Regions from separate parts of the Athene noctua genome. Here region 1 is linked to region 2. Evidence: chromatin contacts called from public Hi-C data. All regions are on one chromosome and are shown on one strand. Each heading gives the region's core, a stretch centred on a gene start, on an enhancer-like site or on the middle of the called end of the contact. The rest is flanking DNA. Distances are from core to core; before and after follow the strand shown.

What was found. A called contact is a pair of places that touch in the nucleus more often than the background predicts.
Region 1: a contact with region 2 is called in a Hi-C map of heart, with 3 times the contacts expected there. The contact joins the promoter of PITPNM2 here to the promoter of ARL6IP4 in region 2. A contact is called at or near these places in 2 of 2 Hi-C or Micro-C datasets (heart and liver).

Annotation. Positions count from the first base shown.
Region 1 is chr17:3,864,219-3,866,918 of bAthNoc1.hap1.1, reverse strand. PITPNM2 (phosphatidylinositol transfer protein membrane associated 2) reads left to right here and starts at 1,370. Exons shown (of 25, transcript XM_074921469.1): 1 at 1,370-1,592.
Region 2 is chr17:3,716,181-3,718,880 of bAthNoc1.hap1.1, reverse strand. ARL6IP4 (ARF like GTPase 6 interacting protein 4) reads right to left here and starts at 1,387. Exons shown (of 6, transcript XM_074921187.1): 1 at 1,274-1,387. OGFOD2 (2-oxoglutarate and iron dependent oxygenase domain containing 2) reads right to left here. Exons shown (of 6, transcript XM_074921182.1): 6 at 2,544-2,700.

The DNA of each region.
Region 1 (2,700 bases), core at 121-2,620, 150 kb before region 2:
TCTTGCCCTTATTATGAGCAAAGTGCCTGGTTCTGTATTTTGGGACAAATAAGGACTTCCAGAGAATCAGAAGCTTATGCTTCCTCTGAGGAAGACTGTCATCATCTTCCTCTGGTGTTACTCCACCTGCCCCCTCTCTGCTGTGTAGGTATTTATCACCTCTCCAGATTTCCTGGGCTCTCTTCTGGCTCAGATGGCCCTTGTAAGACACTCCCAGGCGTAGTTTTCTCTGATAAACAACGTTACAGCTCCTTCACCTCTGAGCTTTTAACCTTTGGAATATAAAATTTCTATTTGTCCACATCTCTAAAAAAGAAAGAAGTGTCTCTTTGGGCCATTGATACCTCTTAATAATCTGCCTTGCACTGGCACATTTTGGCTCTGAAAAGAAGAGCTATAAAGTGGACTTAGACCTTCCTGGGGCAAAACAAACTCATTTCTTAGGCAGGCAAGTTCAAGCTCTGCAAAAAAGAGCAGAAAGGGGAGTGGGTCGTGGTGAGGTGCAAGGTGCAGTTTGAGGACTAAGAGCCTGAAGCATCAGCTGGTGGGTTTGGAATTACCCAGGACTGCACAAGGGGCTGCTTGCTGGTAGTGTTTGGCATTTGCAGAATAGAACAGAAGGGGTCAAGTGATGCATCCTTAAAAAAACCCCAACAAAACAACCACCAACCCGCAGCAAATTGACAAGTTTTTAAAGCAGTACAGCAAATTTTGTTGCTGGTTTGTTGTTGGTTTTTTTTTTTTTTTTTCAGAATAAAATGACTGATAAAGGTTTAGTGATATTTTTTTTTTTTTCCCCCCAGTCTTTGCAGTGAGTAAAGTTCCAGGAGTAACCAGGTCTGCTAAACGCCTGGGGGTAGGGTCAGAGCTAGAGACTGCCCTGGGGCTTCCCTCCCCGCCGCCTCACCGTGCAAGTTGGCTCCGTAACCGCCCGTTACCGCTCCCGCGGGCACGGAGCCGCAGCGGGACCCCCGCGCTGGGCAGCGGCTGGAGGAAGGCGGCAGGAGCGCCCGCGGCGAGCCGGAGCCCCTCACGGGTGCGGACGGGAGCGGCCTGCTCCGGGGCCGAGGCCCGCGCCCGCTCCCGAACGCGCCCCGGGGGGGTCCCGCGGCTTCGCCCCCGGCCGGCGGCTCCGGGCCCCGGCGGCGCTGCCCCCCCCCGCGGCCGGCAGGGGGCGCCCCCGGCCCGCCCGCCCGCAGCGCGGCAGCGCCGGCCCGGCGCGGGGAAGGAAGTGGCGGCTCCCCGCGGCGGTGGGCACGGCCCGCGCGGGGGGATAAAGCTGCCCGGCCGCCGCGGCAGGGGCAGCGCCGGGGCTCTGCGCCTGTCCCCGCTTCCCCGCCCCGCAGCGCCGAGCTGCGGCGGCCCGCCCGCCTCGCCTCTTCCCCCCCCCCCCCCCCCTTCCCGCCTCCGCCGTCCCCGCGCCGCGGCGGAGCCGGCGGGTGAGGAGCTGCCCGCGCCCGGCCCACCCTCGCCGGGGATTATGCCAGCGGAGCGCGGGCATGTCGGCAGGCAGCGACTCGTAGGCAGCGGCAGCCGCCGAGCCGCGGCAGCAGCAGCACCGGGAGCCGCGGCCGCTGCGCCGGGAGCAGCCGGTGCGTGGTGAGGGGGCGCGCGGGGGGCGGCGGGGCGGGCCCCGGCACCTGGTGGCCCTCCCGGGCCGGGCCGGCCGCTGCCTCGGCGGGGGCGGGAACCGCCGCGGGCCTGAGGGCAGCGGGGGGGGAAGGCCGGGCCCGCGGGGCGCCTGCAGCCTCCCCCGAGGGGGCCGGGGCGGCCCGGCGGGCCCCTCCCCGGGGCCTCGGCGGGTGGCGGCGGCGGACCGGCCCCTGCGGGCCGCGGCGCCGGCGGGTGCCCGGCCGGTACCTCCGGGCGCTCCCGCGGCCTGAACGGGGTCAGGCTGTCTCGTCCTCGCCCTCGGGCAGCGGGAAGCCTCGGCGGTAAAAGTTTCCCGAATAGAGGAGTAAATGACAGGGAGGGACGGGTCCGCTGCGCCGCGGGGGCTCCGGGCGCTGCAGCCATAGCAGCACGCTGCCTCGGCTCCTCATTACCGATACAGAATAATGAGGCGTTCGTAGCCGTGCTCTGACATACCCCGCGGGGGTACTAACGAGGTTTGGTTGTGTGACACCCCCCGCCGACGCCCCGTTATTCCTTTCTCTCTGTGCTGGCAGGTCGTAGGCAGCAAAGACCTTTCCCCCTCCGGTCGTGGTTTGAGTGTCGGTGTTGGACAGCCGGGGACGGGCACCCTCCACACCGGGCGTTTTGTAATGGCGGGGGGGTGATTTTTCGGTAGGTGGAGGCTGGATGTGGAGGAATCTGCGCTGGGTATCGGGGAACCGTCCGTATGTGTGAGGCCGGAGCGGACCGGGCCCACGGGAGAGCCTTCATCCTGCCACGGTCCTCCTTGTCCTCCTTCCTCGGTTACCGCGTCTCTCGGGCTTGAATTTCAACAAATTCAGCTTTGCCAGAGGCACCGCGTTAGAGACTTGTGGAGACTTTGTCCTGGAGGGGGTGGCCCACGAGCCCCCCGGCCGAGGCCTGGCTGTGAGGAGGGGGCGCGGGCGCTGCCCGGGGGTGCCCTCCCTGCCCGTGGTAGCAACCGAGGGGTGAGACCGGCAGCGGCCTCGCAGCAGAAACATCTCCGAGTAATTACAGCCGAGGGAGAACCTCGCGGGGGCTCCCGGGGCTTGAGCCGCCCCTGCG
Region 2 (2,700 bases), core at 138-2,637:
CCCAGCAGCTATGGGCCGTGACGGCCCCACGGGGCTGGGGGCTGTCGGGAGGACGTTGCAGACAGACACTGGCAAGGTGTGATCGATGCTGCGGCACCAGTCAGCAGAACGAAACATCCTCCCCGAGCTGAACATGGAGTCAATCACCCCGTTATTTAAAATGCCGGGAGCAGGCGCGAGCCAAGGGGAGGGATGAATTTTTAATATTCCAATTTGCTTTTAGAAAACAGATTATGCACTGAGCTGGCGTCCCCGTCCATCAGCCCGACCAGCTGCCAGCAGCCACAGGCCAGAGACGGTGTGATATATGCTCTCATTAATTTAAAAAACAAACCGGCACCGTGGGCAGAGCAGTATCTGGGAAATGCTTTCTCACAGCCACTCTCCTGCATTTAATTAACTGCGTGTTTACCACCTCGACATCCCCGAGTGGTGATTCGTTCCCAAGTGAATCAGACCTCTGATCGATTTCCAAACGGAAATTTCAACCAGAAAACAAAACAACACACAACCCAAAGCCATCAAGGACACGCAGGGAGGTTTCTGGGGATGTGCCCTTCATCGACGCCCAGCCAGCAGCCGTCCCTCGCACCGGGGGACGGTGTTTGGGTCTTGGGTCCACTCCACGGGACAGCAGGACCCGATTTTATACAACCACAGCAACGGGGTCAATGATGCGGAGCTGGGCGCCGCCAGGAGCATCCCGGCGAGTCTGGGGTGCCGCTGCGGGGCGGGGACGAGCCCCGAATCCCTCCCGGCAGCACCTCAGGCTGGTCACCCCCCAGAGCTGGGGTCTCACCTCCTGCCCAGCCGGCTTCGCCCAGACCCGGCCCTTGAGCGGAGAGGCGGGAGCCCGGCGGCTGCTCTGCCCCTCTCACCCCAACACAGGGAGCCTGGGGTGCGCTGGCCCTTTAAGAGCTCAGCATGAGGCCCGCTGACCCCTGAAGAACCTGCGCAAGATGCGCTGGCCCTTTAAGAGCTCGGTACCAGGTGCGCTGGCCCTTTAAGAGCTCAGTACCAGGTGCGCTGGCCCTTTAAGAGCTCGGTACCAGGTGCGCTGGCCCTTTAAGAGCTCGGTACCAGGTGCGCTGGCCCTTTAAGAGGCGGCCCCGCGCGTCCGGCTCTTTAGCAGCCCCCCCCGCCGCCGCCGAGCGCATGTGTGTGCCCCCCCCCCCAATTCCCCGCCGCGGGCCCCGTCCCCGCCGCTCCGGCCTGGCCCGGCTCCGCCGCAGGTGAGAGGAGGGAGGGAGGGAGCGAGCGGGGAAGGACTCACCGCGCCCGGGCCGGGCCCCGCTCCGCCCGCCAGCCCCGGGCCGGGCCCCGCTCGCTCCGCTCCGCCCGGCGGCCCGGCTCTGGCCTTTCCCCCCACTTCCGGCTGCGGGCCCGGGCGGCCCCTGGGCCGCGCTCCTTGGTTCCGGGCTCCGCCGGTTCCCCCCGAGCTGGGCCCCAGCTGGTCTCTTTAGCTTCACTTTTTTTTATTTTTAACCTTAATTTTAATATCTTTCCAGCTTGGCGTTAGGCCTTTTAGCTGGTCTCTTTAGCTTTTTACCCCCTTTATCTTAATTTCTGGGGCCTAATCCAGGCGCAGATAGCAAGCAGTGACGTTTTCTGCCGTGGAAAACTTCTCGGCTGAGTTTCTTGATGGCAGCCCTTTGGCTCCGCGCACAAACACAACAGCCAGTTTCCTTCCCGAGACGCGGTTTGAATGGGTTTTGCTAATGAAAAGCTAATCAGTGCTGTGTGCTAATGGCATCCCCGGCCAAAAATACAGCGGATCTGCTGGGAAGGCTGAAATCAGCACCCTTTGTGTGAGCCGTACCAGCCTTTCACAGCTATCAGTCCACACGCTGTAATTATTGCAGTTGAATAAATAAATGAAAAAGCTGCTATAAACAACAGTGGTGTATGTGTATATCAAATATATACAATTAACTTTCCATGGAGGCAAATGCAGCCACCGAATCAAAAAGTATTTGGCTTATTTAATTTGTTTTGTAGATAGGAGAGTCTGTGATTTCAGCCAGCCAGTGGTAAAACAGGGAAAACACTTGACCCTCCTAATTAATTTGCTGCCAAGGGATCTTGGTGACAAATTAAGAAGCCCCAGGTCTGCCTGCTGCACCCAGTTACAATTTCAATTGTTCACACAACTAAAGGAAGGGAGTTAAATGTATGCTCTTGCCTTCCTCTGGGAAGTTTTACTATGGTGCAGGTGGATCCCAGAGCTTTGTCTCTAAAGCTCGTTTGTGCTTGCTTAATAAGCTTCACAGAATCTTTGAAAGGGAAATTTCTGCTCCAAAGGGCTCATGGAGGCCTTGAGAGATCCTCTCAGCCACCCCTGTGGAATCAGCTCTCCCTGTGTTGTTCCTGATGGATTTTTCTGAGCCTGGGCTAGGCACACCTCTGGTGACAATAATTCCATGCTATTCCCAGCAGCCTGTTGTGAATCACCTGTATCTCACTTTTGAGCAGATCCTTCACTGTCACCCAGCAACAAAAAGCTCTTCCCCTGGAAGAGGACAGGAGTCCCTGTGAACAGCAGAGAAGGGATAAGTGCAGGGTTTTATTGTACAGTGGTTTCCCGTTTACAGTGGGACCAGGGATGCTGCTGTTGCCACAGAGGTCTTCACAAAGGCCAGGCAGCTTTTGGTGTTCTCCCTGTACACCTGAAAATATTTCCAGAGCCTTTGCAGTGAATTA